Regions from separate parts of the Mus musculus genome. Here all the other regions are linked to region 1. Evidence: chromatin contacts called from public HiChIP or PLAC-seq and promoter capture Hi-C data. All regions are on one chromosome and are shown on one strand. The core of a region is the stretch at or near the end of the contact, and the rest is flanking DNA. Distances in the headings are between cores, read along the strand shown. Region 1 holds the start of Ccndbp1 (cyclin D-type binding-protein 1). Region 2 holds the start of Pla2g4e (phospholipase A2, group IVE). Region 3 holds the start of Capn3 (calpain 3). Region 4 overlaps Capn3 (calpain 3).

Evidence for each region. HiChIP or PLAC-seq counts read pairs in DNA pulled down with a chosen protein or histone mark. Capture Hi-C pulls out chosen DNA fragments and counts their contacts.
Region 2: a promoter capture Hi-C map of adipose tissue shows a contact between it and region 1. The contact joins the promoter of Pla2g4e here to the promoter of Ccndbp1 in region 1. A contact is called at or near these places in 2 of 39 promoter capture datasets (both in liver) and 2 of 9 other capture datasets (adipose tissue and macrophages).
Region 3: a promoter capture Hi-C map of liver shows a contact between it and region 1, with 3 times the contacts expected there. The contact joins the promoter of Capn3 here to the promoter of Ccndbp1 in region 1. A contact is called at or near these places in 14 of 39 promoter capture datasets (the 3T3-L1 cell line, 3T3-L1-derived adipocytes, the C10 cell line and 11 more), 2 of 115 datasets of contacts at active chromatin or transcription factors (embryonic stem cells and stem cell-derived neural progenitor cells) and 3 of 9 other capture datasets (adipose tissue, liver and macrophages).
Region 4: an H3K27ac HiChIP or PLAC-seq map of regulatory T cells shows a contact between it and region 1, with 5 times the contacts expected there. The contact joins the enhancer-like site here to the promoter of Ccndbp1 in region 1. A contact is called at or near these places in 8 of 39 promoter capture datasets (the 3T3-L1 cell line, 3T3-L1-derived adipocytes, the C10 cell line and 5 more), 3 of 115 datasets of contacts at active chromatin or transcription factors (embryonic stem cells, regulatory T cells and stem cell-derived neural progenitor cells) and 2 of 9 other capture datasets (adipose tissue and liver).

What each region holds. Positions count from the first base shown.
Region 1 is chr2:121,006,620-121,010,191 of GRCm38.p6, forward strand. It overlaps Ccndbp1 (cyclin D-type binding-protein 1), which reads left to right and starts at 1,789. Exons shown (of 11, transcript NM_010761.2): 1 at 1,789-1,990; 2 at 2,099-2,158; 3 at 2,424-2,503; 4 at 3,208-3,289. The coding sequence starts at 1,891. Tmem62 (transmembrane protein 62) reads left to right here. Exons shown (of 14, transcript NM_175285.3): 14 at 200-1,224. The coding sequence ends at 526.
Region 2 is chr2:120,243,360-120,246,931 of GRCm38.p6, forward strand. It overlaps Pla2g4e (phospholipase A2, group IVE), which reads right to left and starts at 1,976. Exons shown (of 20, transcript NM_177845.4): 1 at 1,327-1,976. The coding sequence starts at 1,548.
Region 3 is chr2:120,461,827-120,465,398 of GRCm38.p6, forward strand. Capn3 (calpain 3) reads left to right here and starts at 1,767. Exons shown (of 24, transcript NM_007601.3): 1 at 1,767-2,355. The coding sequence starts at 2,047. 4931402G19Rik (RIKEN cDNA 4931402G19 gene) reads right to left here. Exons shown (of 5, transcript NR_040608.1): 2 at 2,369-2,483.
Region 4 is chr2:120,481,468-120,485,039 of GRCm38.p6, forward strand. It overlaps Capn3 (calpain 3), which reads left to right. Exons shown (of 24, transcript NM_007601.3): 3 at 643-761; 4 at 3,024-3,157. Among named protein-coding and RNA genes, the nearest start is that of 4931402G19Rik, 14 kb to the left of the region's middle. Within about 2 kb of position 1,589, at least 34 of the 459 cell types and tissues checked have an H3K27ac peak or open chromatin away from gene starts, as enhancers often do. A contact at or near this core is called in pre-B cells and regulatory T cells, where this site is marked.

The DNA of each region.
Region 1 (3,572 bases), core at 539-3,038:
AAGAGTTGGAACATAGCTCGGGAGTAGAGTGTTTGCCCACTGTATGCAAATTCCTGAGTTCTATCCTCATCTTCCACCCTCAAGAAAAAACCGACATCTAAACTAAAGACATATTAGTAGAAGTTACTAACACTGAGACGCAACCCTTCCCAGGGCAGGGCATGGTGGTAAGTTAATGGCTCTGTCTCCTTTTTCCTAGCTGGTGTTCTTTAACATCCCCTTGATGGCTTACGTATGCTGGAGTTTGCTACATCGCTGCTTTGGTCACAGCTTCAGGTCTCATCTCCACCAGGGAAAATACTGGAAGATTATACCTGTTTACCTACTTATACTTCTACTGTACATATGGCAGGTTTATTCTTGCTACTTTCTTCATGTGACATATGGCTCCCTAGCCTTTACATTCTCTCCATTGAGGACCTGGTTGACATTGCTGACACCTGTGCTCATTTACCGTGTGTGGACATTGAACTCCACTGAACTTGGAATATTCATGGTGCAGTTAAAAAGTCATCTGAGCTCCTGAAGTCCATGGCTTACAGCTAGCAGCCTGGAAGAAGTCCAGCCTCCACATTTGTGGCTCAGATCTCTGCCCTGTGGCAGATGGGAAAGCCAGTATCAGTGGGTGAGCTTCAGGAAGCAGTCACTCCTTGGACATCTGAATGTTGGAAATGTTTACTACTGATTCTTGCTGTGTGGACTGCAGAAAAGTCTAACAATTGATTCTTCCTCAGGAGGCAAAGAGCCCTAATCAAGAAGATTGCCACAGTGGGGTCTCTGTGTCACTGTGTCCCTTGGTACTACTGTGTTTATTAGGGTCATCCTGTGAAAAGCATCCAGCCCGAACTTGGAGTTCAGGATGTCATTTTCTGCCTAGGGAGCCTGTGGAAACTTGTCCTGGACCTTTACTGCTCCTGAGACTTGACTTCCCAGCCTGTTTCCCCACCGATCATGGGCTTTCTGCTTCCTTAGCCAAGGTTGTTTTCAACTAATCAAATAAATGAATGAATGGTAGCCATAAACAATGGGTTGGAGAGATCAGTGGTTAAGAGCATGTACTTTACCTCCAGAAGACCCGAGTTCAATCCCTAGCAACCATGTCAGATGCTCACAACTGCCTGTAACTCTAGCTCCAGGCCAGAGCCACTGTGGGCACCTACATTCATATGTGCACAGACTTACATGTGATTAAAAAATAATAAAAGATAAGTATTAACAAAGAAATATCACAAACGGATCTGCAATGTTGATAAACATATGGGAGCCAGAAAGTGGGCCTGGTTTGGGGGCTTGGAGAAAGAGTCACCAGGGAGCTGGAGTCAGCAGTTAAGAGTGCTGGCTGCTCTTCCAAAGGTCACAGGTTCGATTCCCTTCACTCACACAGTGTAACTCCGGGTCCTGGGGATCTGATTCCCTCTCTGGCCTCTGCAGGCACTGCCACGGACATATTTACAGGGGAAAAGCTCAGTTACATAGAAGAGTGGCCAGGTCTCTAGTAGGTCAAAAGATGCCTGGCTGGGTCTTTTGAGTGGCCTAGTGTCATGGAGGGAGGGGTAGTGGGGTGTAGCCAGGGACTGGAAAAAGTCTCTAGATCTGCGGGGAGGGCAGGTGAAGGAGGCGTGGCTGGGTCTCCAGGCCGGGCCAGCGGGGAGTGGGCAGGTTTCCAGTGGGGAGGCGTGGTCTTGTTCCTGAGTGGGCGGGTCTCTGGGGGTGGGGGGAGGCGTGGACGGATGGCCGGGCTGTCTGGGAAGGCGGGGTCGCTACACTGAGAAGGAAGGGGCGGGACGCGCTGTGTGTTGCCGGAAACGAGATGAGTTTTTCAGCACCGGAAGTACTGCGGCGGGGCCAAATGGCTTAAGCGTCTTAGCTGGTTCCCAGAGAGAGCCTGCGATGGCGAGCTCGACAGCCGCAGTCCCCTTCCTTGCTCCGCCTCTGGAGCAGCTCCGGCACTTAGCAGAGGAGCTACGGTCACTTCTGCCTCGAGTACGGGGTGAGTTATGGGAATCTGCATCCCGGGCTCCGGGTAGGGATGTAGGGCATCAGGTCAGGGCTCCTCTCACCTGTCTTTTGCTTTCGGGGTGATCCGGCCTTCCTCAAGTCGGCGAAGCCCAGGAGACAGCGGAGGAATTTAATCGAGAAATGTTTTGGAGAAGACTCAGTGAGTGTCTGCCGTTGCGGGCTCTTCCCTCATCTCCCTGCATCCTAACCTTCCCTCTGCTGTCCCCTGAGATGACAATGTCTCTGGTCCTCATCCCTTCTCCCACCCATTCTCCGCACTTGAAGCAGAAATATAAAACGATTTCTGGAGTTGTTTTGGAGATGTTGATTAGGGTGGAAAAGGGACGCGTTATCTAAAAAGTCCAAGTAGTAACTTTAACCTTTTAACACTAACTTTGGCCCCCTGCCGCCTCTGACACCCCCAGATGAGGCAGCAGTGAAAGTGAACGGGGAAGCCACTGTTCTGACAACGCACTTCTCTAAACTTCCATGGCCATCTCCACAGGTGAGCTTTGCTTCCGGAGGGTTATTTTCTCCTTAAGAATCCTCCCGTTTTCTTACCCTTCACATTCAAGCCACACTTATTTCCCCCACTTAGCAAGCGAGGTTACAGTTCTTACCACATGGGATTGTTGTAAATAGCCAGGTGCATAGGGTTAGAAAGGTCTTCTAAATTTAGGCTGAAACTCAGCCAGGTTAGTTCCTCTTAACTTTCAACTTTCCTTGTTGATTTATAGCTGTTTCACATACATATTCCCCATCTGACCAATGAGTAAGCAGGTTTAGAGGCTCAGGTCAATAAATAGCAGAGGAGGAGTTAAATGTCTTTGCAGTATCTAAGCAGCACCTGTTATATAAAACCCTTTAGTGTTAAGATGTTGCTGTTGCTGCTGGTGGTACACACCTTTAATCCCGGCACTTTAAGGAGGCAGGGGCTGGCTGCTCTCTTGAGTTCAAGACCAGCCTGGTCTACAGAGCAAGTTCCAGGACAGCCAAGGCTGTCCTTCTTTTTGTAATGCTTTTTATAATTGTCAGGTGTCTACCTAATTTCTTTCTATTGTGTGGTGAGTACATTATAAGACCTGACTCATGACGAGTTTTCATAAAAGATTTAACCATGCTCTATAGATGTTTGGTCTCTTCCTTAGTAAATGAGTTGACAGCATTGATGTTAAACATTCTTTCTGAATTTGGTCCATCACCTCATAGGAAACCCAGAGGATCTGTGAGCAAGTCCGTATTGCCATCGAGGAAATAATTATAGTGTATTATTCACTTCCTAAGGACCAGGGTAAGTGACCGTACACGGTAGTGTTGTATTCATGGGCTAGGGCTTTGCTAAGGTAGTAGACTATATCCTGACATGTAAACATTATATGTTTATCTTCAGGGTAATATTATATATTTATACGTAAGTATATTATCCATGTTTGTTTCTCTTCATTTTGAGCATGTGACTTTCCTGTGAAATAAAATCGAAGATAATTTTATATGTGAGTGAGTTTTGTGACACTCCCTTATGTGAAGGTACAGATGCTATGTAACTGTGACTTTCCATCGTGTGTGTGTGTGTG
Region 2 (3,572 bases), core at 726-3,225, 760 kb before region 1:
CTGTGGTCGAAGCTCAGGATGGATCCACCCAGCCAGGGGCCAGACAAAGGGGAGACGGGAGACCAGTAAGGTCTGTAGGAGGTGAGGGGTCCCCAGCCTCTGCTCCTTGTGAGGGAGACATAGGCCAGGCTCACTGATAGACCTCAAAGTGTGAATCACCATTTCATCCCAGATCCCCAGCAACAAACAGAGGGAAGCAGAGAGAGGGAGCTGACGCACTTTGGCTTTTGTACAGTACGACATTTATCAGATAGGACTTATTTAAGATGTTGCTCCCTTCTCAGTAGCATGTTGCCACATGAACAGCACTGCTGTGTGGATTGCGTGTGGACTGCATATTTGAGCACTTGGTACGGTATGTCCCAGGCACTATGCTGGGTCCTTCACTAGCATGGCCTTCTTTCTTCTCAGTATCTCACGAATAGAAATAGATACCCATCTGTCTTAGTCCCTGTTCTATTGTTGTGAAGAGACACCATGACCATACCAACTCTTAGAAGAGAAAGAATTTAATTGGAGGCTGGTTTGCAATTTTAGAGGCTTAGTCTATTTTTAGCATGGTGGGAGCTTGGTGGCAGATTTGGCAGGCATGGTGATGGAGACTTAGTTGGGAGTTATATCCTGATCCGTAGGTGGGGGTGGGGCAGGGGGCTGAGGTGGGTTGGGAAGGGAGGACTACTGGGCCTGGCAGGGGCTTTGAAACCTCAAAGCCCACCCCCAATGACACATTTCCTCCAACAAAGCAACAGTACTAGTCCTACTTCTACCAAAGCGGTCCACTCCCAGGTGACTAAATATTCAAATGTATGAGCCAATGGGGGCCATTCATATTCAAAACCACCTGTGTGATCTTGAATAGATTCCTTAACAAGGCTGAAGGCTCTGGCGTAACTCCAGCTCCAGGGGATCTGACTCCCTCTTCTGCCCTTGTAGATAACTGTACACATGTGACATACACAAACATAGTCACACACATACATATACAAAGCTTTTTTAAAATCTTTAAAAAAAATAGATGTCTAATATCTCCAAGCTTTATCATCTCACTAAGTGCATACATGAATCCTTGCCTAACAGAGTATTGGATACATAGCAGGATACACTCGTTCAAGGGTTACGACTTCTGTTAGCTGGTTTTCTGAACACAAAGAGGTAAAGACAGGTAGGTTGATGGGGTTGGAGAGGGATCACCTCCAGAAAAAGAAAAAAATTAACAAAATCTGAGCTTTAAACTGCAAGAACACATGTGATCTTATTCAGAGTCAGGAGAGGGGCGGGATCAAGTTTAAGGGGACAGGAGCCTTTCCCCTCAGAAAAAAGACATACCTGAGAACTGCAAGAAGCCATGGAAAGTAAAGGTGAGGAGGGCACAGCAGTCTGTGGGTCCTGTGCATCTTCAAATCCACTGCAGTTTCTTCCTAGCTTGCTGTCTTCTTCCCCTTGTGGGTTCTTTGGGACAAGCATGCTGGTCCCCAGGCCATGGTGGCCTTCTGAGGCGTGGGTCATCCCAGCCACGTCTGCTTCATCGGAGTGTGGAATAGACTGCATAGAGCTGGAGCCGATTTTATCCTCAGGGAAGTTCAGGAGAGGTTTGGGAGAAAGGAAAGGTGTCAGCAGGTTCCTCCAGGAGAAATGTCAGATAAATTTTTAAGGAGGGAGGGAGGGAAAGAGGTCACAGCTTCGCTAAGGGAGCGCCGGAAACATTTCGAGCAACCTGGTTGGCAAGAGTAAAAGAAAGGTTCCGTGGTGTGCAGAGGGTCAGCACGCAACAAGGACTGCGCCGCCGCCGCCGCCCCGCACTACGTAGTGCTAGACGAGGAGAGACCGGCTTTGCAGAGCTGCGATTCAGGCTCGGGGCTGTCTCCAGCTCTGCACTGCAAGAGCTATTTTTAAGCGTGAAACTCAATATATCCCAGAGAAGGGGGGCGGGGGCTGGCGATATGCCTGAGGCTAGCAGGATCTAAAGGAGACTCGCATTCTCATCCCGTAAAGCCATTGCTCAATTGTTGCTCCTCATCCCGCATCTCTGTTTTGAGCTATGAAAACAAATACCCACCTCTAGGCTCTCAGCTGATGGTGGAGACTGGTCATTAACCTTGCCTCTCATTTCGTCTGGCTTGATAAATGATATGATGAAGTTGAAAGAGAATGCACCATGGTATTATGTTTAAAATCACAAAAACAAAAGCAAGCCAGGTCCTCTAGAAGAGCAGCATGCGCTCCTGACCGCAGAAGCTGAGCTGCCTCTCCAGCGCCATCTTGCAGTGCGCTAACACAACACGCTTGCTTAGTTTTTTCTCTTTTTCCTTTCCCCCAAATTTTTTATATATTATACATCCCAATCACAGTCCCATTCCCTCCTCACCTCCCAGTCCCGCCCTTACAAAACCCTTCTCCCATTATCCTCTCCCCTTCTCCTCAGAGGCGGGAGAAGACACACCCCCTTCTTGGGTACCAACTACTCTGGATCATCTAGTCCCAGCAGGACTAAGCACCTCCTCTCCCGCTGAGACCCAACCAAGAAGTCCAGGTATGGGAAGGGACTCTAATGGCAGACAACAGAGTCAGAGACAGCACCCCCTCCAATTGTTAGGGGACCCACATGAAGACCAAGCTGCACATTTGCTACAGGGCATGCTCTTTGGATAATGGTTCATTCAGTCTTTGAGCTCCCATAGGTCCGGTTAGTTGATTCTGTGGGTCTTCTTGTGGTGTTCTTACCCCTCTGGCTTGATCAATTCTATCCCCCACTTTTCTTTTCTTTTTTCTTTTTTAATATTTATTATATTTATTAAAGTACACTGTAGCCGTCTTCAGACACACCAGAAGAGGGCATCAGATCTCTTTTACAGATGGTTGTGAGCCACCATGTGGTTGCTGGGAATTGAACTCAGGACCTCTGGAAGAGCAATCAGTGCTCTTAACTGCTGAGCCATCTCTCCAGCCTCTATCTCCCACTTTTCCACAGGACTCCCCAAACTCTGCCTGATGTTTGGCTGTGGGTCTCTATTTCCCTTTACTGCTGGATGAAGCCTCTCAGGAGACAGTTATGCTAGGCTCCTGTCTGCAAGCAGAGCAGAGCATCATTAACAGTGTCAGGGGTTGGCTCTCTCACATGGCATGGGTTTCAAGTTGGGCAGCCATTGGTTGGCCGTTCTCAGTCTCTGCGCCATCTTCATCTCTGTGCATTTTATAGGAAGGACAAATTTTGGGGTGAAGGTTTTGTGGGTGGGTTGATGTCCCCCTCCCTCCACTGGAAGTCCCACCTGGCTACTGGAAGAGCTGGTAGGTAGAGATCTCAGCTAAGGCTACCCCCATAGACTCCCTGTAGCCTCCTCCCAACCCAGGTCTCCAGCTTGTCCCAGAGATGCTCCCCCCACTGATTTCCATTCTCACTCCCAGCCCCCTCCCTCCCCTTCCCACACCTGATCATCACCATCCCTGTTCCTTTCTTCACCTCCTCTCCCACCCAGTCCCGCACTCCATCCACCTCTGATGACTATTTTGTTTCCCTCTGAGTGAGATTCTCACATCCTCCCCTGAGTCCTCCTTATTACCCAGTTTCTTTGGGT
Region 3 (3,572 bases), core at 517-3,016, 540 kb before region 1:
TTATAAGGGCTAAAGACTCTAAAACTGTGAGCCAAAATGCCCTTTTGTCTATATAAGTTGGTTATCTCATTCATCTTGTTATAGTGATAGATAGCTGATTGACACTGTAAGAATGGTCATTCGACCCAACCTAACCCCAAAGGAATATTAAATTCAGTCTTCTTTCTAACCTCTTGCTGAGTGCTTAGGACACCCTAACAGCATTTTAAATGCATCACATGAGTTTACTTGTTTAATCCTTACACCAACCCAACAACAGAATGACTATCAAACCCACTTTACACGAGAGAAGACTGGCTCAGAGGAAGAAAGGTAACGAGGCTAAAGCTACACAGTCACAGCCAGCAGACGTCAACCTAGACTTTGATCCTCGACAGTCAACCTTCAGAGACTGCGCAACTCTGTTCTTCTTCAGGAGTAGAAGATACCTTGAGCATTTTCTTGGAGGGACAGGAAGATAAACTGGTGATTCCAATAGCTGAGTCATAGGGTTCCTTCAAGTTACACTGCCAGGAATTATGAGCCCATGCTCTCTTTCATTGTGTGTGTATGTGTGTGTGTGAGAGAGAGAGAGAGAGAGAGAGAGAGAGAGAGACATGTATATATATATATGTGTGTACATGTTTGTGTGTGTGAGTATAGGCATCCACATGATCACGTGTGCCATGCCACACAGAGGAGGACAGCCTGGGGTGTTGGTCCTTGCCTTCCACCTTATTTGAGACATGGTGAAACGCGGTCTTTTTGTTGTTTTCTGCTGCATAGGCCAACAACCTGCCCATGCCTCTACAGCTTTTCCTGCCTGTGCCTCCCATCTCACTGTGGATGCTCTGGAATGGCAAACATTCTACTGCACCTAGTTTTAAGTGGGAGCTCAAATCCCTACACTTACACAGCAAGTGCTTTACCACTGAGCCATCTTTCCTGCCCTATGCCCCCATTTCAGCTGTCATCTCCCACCCTTTCCTGTCTTCTAAACTTGGATCTATAGGGATGGTCACTTAGGAACAGGCACAGCTGCAAGCTGGGTCAAGCCTCTACTCTGCCAGATATCAGATATAGCCATTTCATTATGACCCAGAGAGCAACTACCATGGTAAAACAAAAACAAAAACAAAACAAACAAACAAACAAACAAAAACAGAAGCCGGGCCATCAGCTCCCTCCCCCAGGCCACTTTGGTTTCCATTTAAAAGCCCTGAGTCTTCACTAGACACGACATCTAAGGACTTGACACTACCCTGGCTCTATTTCCAGTTCTGTCTGGATGCTGATGTGGTGTAGCTAAATGATCTAGTCAACAATCTACTAGGATACACATTATGTAGTCGACTTGATCTCAGTGTGTCCAGTGGGCATGAAGAGAGGAATTTCCTTGACTGGAAATTCTGCTGAGTGGCATTTTCTACCCAGTTGGACTGAAAGCCGACTCCAGAACATTCTAGAAAAGATACTGGCTCTAAAATACTGTTTTCCATGTATCCAGCGGCTGCTGCTTCAGTAGCCTGCATGACTGCCTAGTCCTTTACACACTTTGCTGATTTCTGGTGTTCAGCTGTCTCAGACACTCTCACTTCTTGACAAGCCGAGTTCTTAATGTCAATGCAGAAATACCTCCAGCTAGGTCCTTCGCGACCACTCAGTCTAGCCACGCACCAGTCTGTGGCTTTCATGATCACAACCTCACTTCATGTCTATTTTTAGTTTTCCTGGCTTAAGCTTCTACAGGCCACTGAAACACAACCCTCACTCTCTTCTTCTCCCTCTGGCAAGTGCGCTGCTGAAGGCCACTAGGTAGAAACTGCGTCTAAATCCTTTATTGACTCTTCCTCAGGAAAACCTATCGCTCTAGGGTCATAGTTCACTATTTGAGCTGGTCAGAAGCCAGTCAGTTTTCTGATAGGATTTAAACTTTGAAGAGACTGTGGCCATTTTTTTCCTCAGATGACAGAATCACTTCAACTTCAGCTTTGTAATCACTTCCTTTCCTTGAAGGTAGCTGAATCTCATTTTCTTTAAAAAGTCTTCCTTCCAAAGTTGCCTGCCATGCCAACTGTTATTAGTCCAACTGTGGCCCCAAGGACGGGGGCTGAGCCCAGGTCCCCAGGGCCAGTTCCTCACCCAGCTCAAGGCAAGACCACCGAGGCTGGAGGTGGACACCCAAGTGGCATCTATTCGGCCATCATTAGCCGCAATTTTCCGATCATCGGTGTGAAAGAGAAGACATTTGAGCAGCTCCGCAGGAAGTGCCTAGAGAAGAAAGTTCTTTATCTAGACCCCGAGTTCCCACCGGATGAGACCTCTCTCTTTTACAGTCAGAAGTTCCCCATCCAGTTCGTCTGGAAGAGACCTCCGGTGAGTAGCTTACTGGTTTTGTAGCTGGCTGGAGTTTGCTTCAGAGACGTCCTCCCACTCAGCACCTCCCCAAGCACAGCTGGGCACATGGACACGGGGAAGGATCCTGGCAGGGGCCAGGGCTCTGGCTGCAAGTGCAAAAAGGAGAGGACAGGGTCAAGTCTAAGAAAGTCTAAGAGGACAGGGTCAGGGCTGCTTCTCTCACACTTTCTCGCTTTCTGCTGTTCATGAAAGTAATTAGATCCTAAATTTATCTTTAAAATGGCCATCCTTTCCCCAGAATCAGTGCCACGGTGGCCAGAGCTATACTCTCTGCCTCACTATATTGAGACGTCTTCCATTTCTCAGGCTAAAATCATGAGATGCTGTTCTTTTTGTTTTGGACATTTGCCAGGGACCGTGGATTTCTGAAACACAGAAGCCAGGGAAAGAGGAGAGAGGCAAAGACTACTTTTTATAACATAACATTGAGACTAGAAGAATTTTTGCCTTTATACCTCACTGCATAAATTAGGATGCCAAAACCCAGCAATAGACTGAGCATATGACAGAACCTGAATGAAACCCTGCTTGCTAGGGACCCACCAGAAGGGAAATTATGTTTCCCTGGCTCCCTTCTCTCATAGTGCCTCCAATGTGACTCTTGTTTTTGAAACAAGAAACATTTTAGTCACAAAACAATCTGGGGCTAGGAGTAACACTTAGTGGTAGAGTTCTACTTAGCATGTCAGAGGCCGCTTGTGCAATCTCTGGCACTGCTAACCAGTCAGTAAATAAACATAAAAAGGGGAAGAGAGAAAAAATAATCACAGAAAAGAGGGAGAAATAGATGTTGCAGGTCCACTAGCTTCACATACTGGGCAAGTTACTAGGAGGAGTGTTGTGAACAAGAGACCACAACTTACACTGTTGCGAAGACTAGAGTCTTGAGGAGAATGTGGACATTTAGGTCCAGTGGTCACCAGGACTCTGTCATCACAGAGTGGATGGGATCAAAGAGAGCAGGCCAGGTCAGGGGTGAGAAACCTTTCACAAAGAAGTGATGCTGGGCTCTTCACAGGATTCATTGGCCATGTTTTTCTCTATTTACTAACTAGAGCTGTCTCCTGTCCCCTTCTGCTGTCCTTTGGTAAGTCCCATCCATGGCTGTCATGAATGTCCTCAGCTTAGAAGAGCAGGCTGCAGTAGGCTGGGTGTAGCTCAGCACACACCTAACA
Region 4 (3,572 bases), core at 339-2,838, 530 kb before region 1:
AGCAGTGTGGCAGCTAGCCTGTGCCCCCAGTAGAGCTATGGAATTGTCAGGGTACCAGGCATGTCCCTTTGGCAGCCTTAGTGACCTGTGTAGAATGGTTCTGTGGCAGCTAGCTGCCCAACACCCCTGCCTTCTGACACACGTCTGCTTAGCTGATGGTTCTCTAATACTGTTTTCCGTGATGCCAGAAGGGGAAATGGGCTCACCCTACAAAGACAGAGGACAGCCATAATTACCACTGTTGTCTCTACTGAGACCATAGAAGGAAGTGACTTATTTATTTATTTATTTACAATGTAAAAAGCAAGAGGAATTTATTGTTCCAACATGTTGCGGTTGCCCTGCACATGGAGAGAGAGAATGACCAGGAAGTGTTTTATTAAAGGAGGAATCCATTGCCTAACTTAGGAAAGCCTGTCTTGAGAGAATGAGTTACCCGGTCCTCGTGCTGCTCGTGCCGTTGAGGAGCTCCTGTCCCTGACAGTCTCCTTGCTTGAGCTCACACCTACTTGAGGGCAGGCAGGAAGCAGGGCAGTGGGCATCCCGAGTCATTAGCTATGGGGAGCTTCTTACTGGGGCTGGCAGGGCTCTTCTGAGAGGGGAAGCCCCCATCTGACTACCTGGGTCTGTTTTTGCTTGCAGGGGACTGCTGGTTTCTTGCAGCCATCGCCTGCCTGACCCTGAATGAGCGGCTGCTTTTCCGAGTTATACCCCATGATCAAAGTTTCACTGAAAACTACGCAGGGATCTTCCACTTCCAGGTGAGGAAATGGGGGTGTGGTTGAGACAGCAGCCATACCTCAGTTAAAGATAACCTCAGAGAAGGCACCAAAATGTTCCGTGCTGTAGTAAGGAGGTGACCTTCTCTTGTCTGTAGTCTGTCTGGTGTCTGTGTCTCTCTCTGTGTGTGTGTGTGTGTGTGTGTGTGTGTGTGTGTGTGTGTGTGTGTGTGTGACCCATCTGTCCTTGTTGCCTGTGTATCTAATGAATGTATGTGTTTGCTGTCATGTCTGTGTTTTTTCTCATCTGTGCCTGTGTCATATGTCTGTTGCCTAGTTGTATGTGTGTGTGTGTGTCTGTCTGTCTGTCTGTCTGTCTGAATCTGTGCCTAACAGAGGGCTTTGGTTTGTATTCATTGAACAGTACAGAAATTCTTTGCAGAAATCTTGAACAGATTTTTACAAGGAAAGAAATCACTTTATTGACCTCAAATCACCCAGAGAATCAAAAGCACAAACCCACAGACATATTATCAACTTACATCCACGTGTGGCTTCCAAAATGGGGTAGTTGTTGCGTACCGTTGCTTCCAACCTCTTGGCTGTTTTCAGGAAATTATTACCACAGCGTGCATAATCTTAGGTCATGGTAATAGTAAAGTACATAACTTGAGATTAAAGCTGTGTGTTTAGCTTAGGTTATAAAGGCTGATTACTTGGGAAATCGAAAGCATAATGAGGTTGGCTGCTCTGTTCTCTGAAAGGCCCATTAAACTTCCCCAGGCTGAGTGCAGAGAGGCCAGCAGGCTAAGTACATAGCCCTAAATGATCTCAAGGCATATTATTAACTTGGCTGCAAGGTCCCGGAAACGTTCAGTCTCTTCTGAGTCAAGAGATATTTTCAGACAAGTATAGCACCACCCAGCCACAGTCTGGCCACCCTGGGTCTCCCGGCCTTGACTTCCCAGCTGGCTCAGGAAAGGTTCTACACACCTACCTGTGGGCAATGACCCACTTACAGCTACAAGCTTGCAAAGAAGCAGGTGTTTATCTGTGCCCTCCAACTTACATACTTTCCACTGTGCCCCAGAAAGGGGGAGAGAAAGTCATCCAGGCTGCTGGCTTGAGTGCCTATTCTTGTCCTCCAGCTGGCTGGCTGCTATGTTATTGCCTGAAGCCCCCCCCCCTCAAACAGGTTCTTAAGATGCTCAGCCTGAAAGTGTTGGATTTTTTTTTTCTGTGATCCCTGGCTCATGACCCTGTACCCTTGACAGAGGAGTCTATTTACCTTCCTACTGCTATCACTTACCTTTCTAGGTCTTACCAGAAAATTCTGGTCTTCTGGGCATTTAGTGGCTGGTTTGACCCAGCCCTGAAAGTATTGGTTCTAGAATTAATTTATCCATTAGAATTTTTCTGGGCACTGATCATCTTGATGCAGAGACAAATTCTGGGTTGGATCAGAACAGATCTGAGACCTGCATGTGGGGCTCTGGAACTTTCTGTGGTTCTGAGCAGCGTGCCTCTGGCCCTGAAACTTCCTAGTGTCGAGAATGACTCAAACTGATCAGCTGACATCCCACTCCTATGGTACCTCAGCATATCCAGTGCACTCCCCTTTTCCATTTTAGCCATCAATCAATAAATAAATCAGTTGGGTGTGGTGGCACAGACCTATAATGCCAGCACTCAGGAGGCAGAGACAGGAAGATCAAGATAAGTTCGAGGCTAGCCTGGGTACCTAGTAAAAACAAGTTGTTTATCTGTGACCCCTGACTTCTCATCCTTGACGATGTGCCATGGGAAGGGAGGGAGGAAGGCATACTGCCTGCTGACCTGTGTGCCTCAAACACAATAGAAAGGAAGGGAGGAGGGGAGGGGAGGAAAGAAGAAAATGGGATAAAGAGAAATACTTTAGTTAGCCCTACAGCTTTCCTTAATCATGAGTTCTCAATCCTGGGCGGGCACTGGAATCACTTGGGATACACGAATGTATTTAAACTAGGTCTGTCCCAGACCTATGGGCAAGGGAGAAAAGTCTCAAACCCTAAGATATTCAGAGGACCTACTATGTCTAGAACTGGGCTGGGCTTTTGACAGACACTAAGGGATATGCAGTTTCCTGTTTTGCAGAAGTTCATGGCCTAGTTAGAGATAGATTTACACACTCAAAAGCCAGACTAGAATGAACAAGCTTCAGGATGCAAAGCCCAGGAAATGGTAGGGTTTTGGCTCAGAGTCCTATAGGATGTGGGATCAGGTAAGGGAGTGCACAGGGGTGACTGGGCTTCTTTCTTCTTGCAGTTCTGGCGCTATGGAGACTGGGTAGATGTGGTCATTGACGACTGTCTGCCAACATACAACAATCAGCTGGTTTTCACCAAATCCAACCACCGCAATGAGTTCTGGAGTGCTCTCCTTGAGAAGGCTTATGCCAAGTAAGGCAACATTTAGGATGGGAAACATTTAGGACTACAGGGGTGGGGGATATGGATTTCAAGATTCAGCCAAAGTCTCCTTCACATGGGGCTAGGCATGTGAATGCATGCTCATGTGGATTGTGGGAGTCCAGTAAAGAGCCCGAGTCAGCTTGAGATCAGGACTGGGCAGTAGGAGCCCTATCTGAAAAACATAAAAGCAAAAAGATATAAAGATGTGTGCAGTAAGTCTTCAGCTTCCTACAGTCAGCTCTTTGATCCTGCCTTCATCATGGTGTTTCAAGTCTTCTTCATCAGCTCATTGCTTCTCTGGAGTTCAGCTCCTAGGATCTTACTTGCTTAAAACCATATACTTGTAGCACATTCATAAGACCAGGTTGTCTCTTACCTTAGCCCTCCACCTCCGCCACTAGAT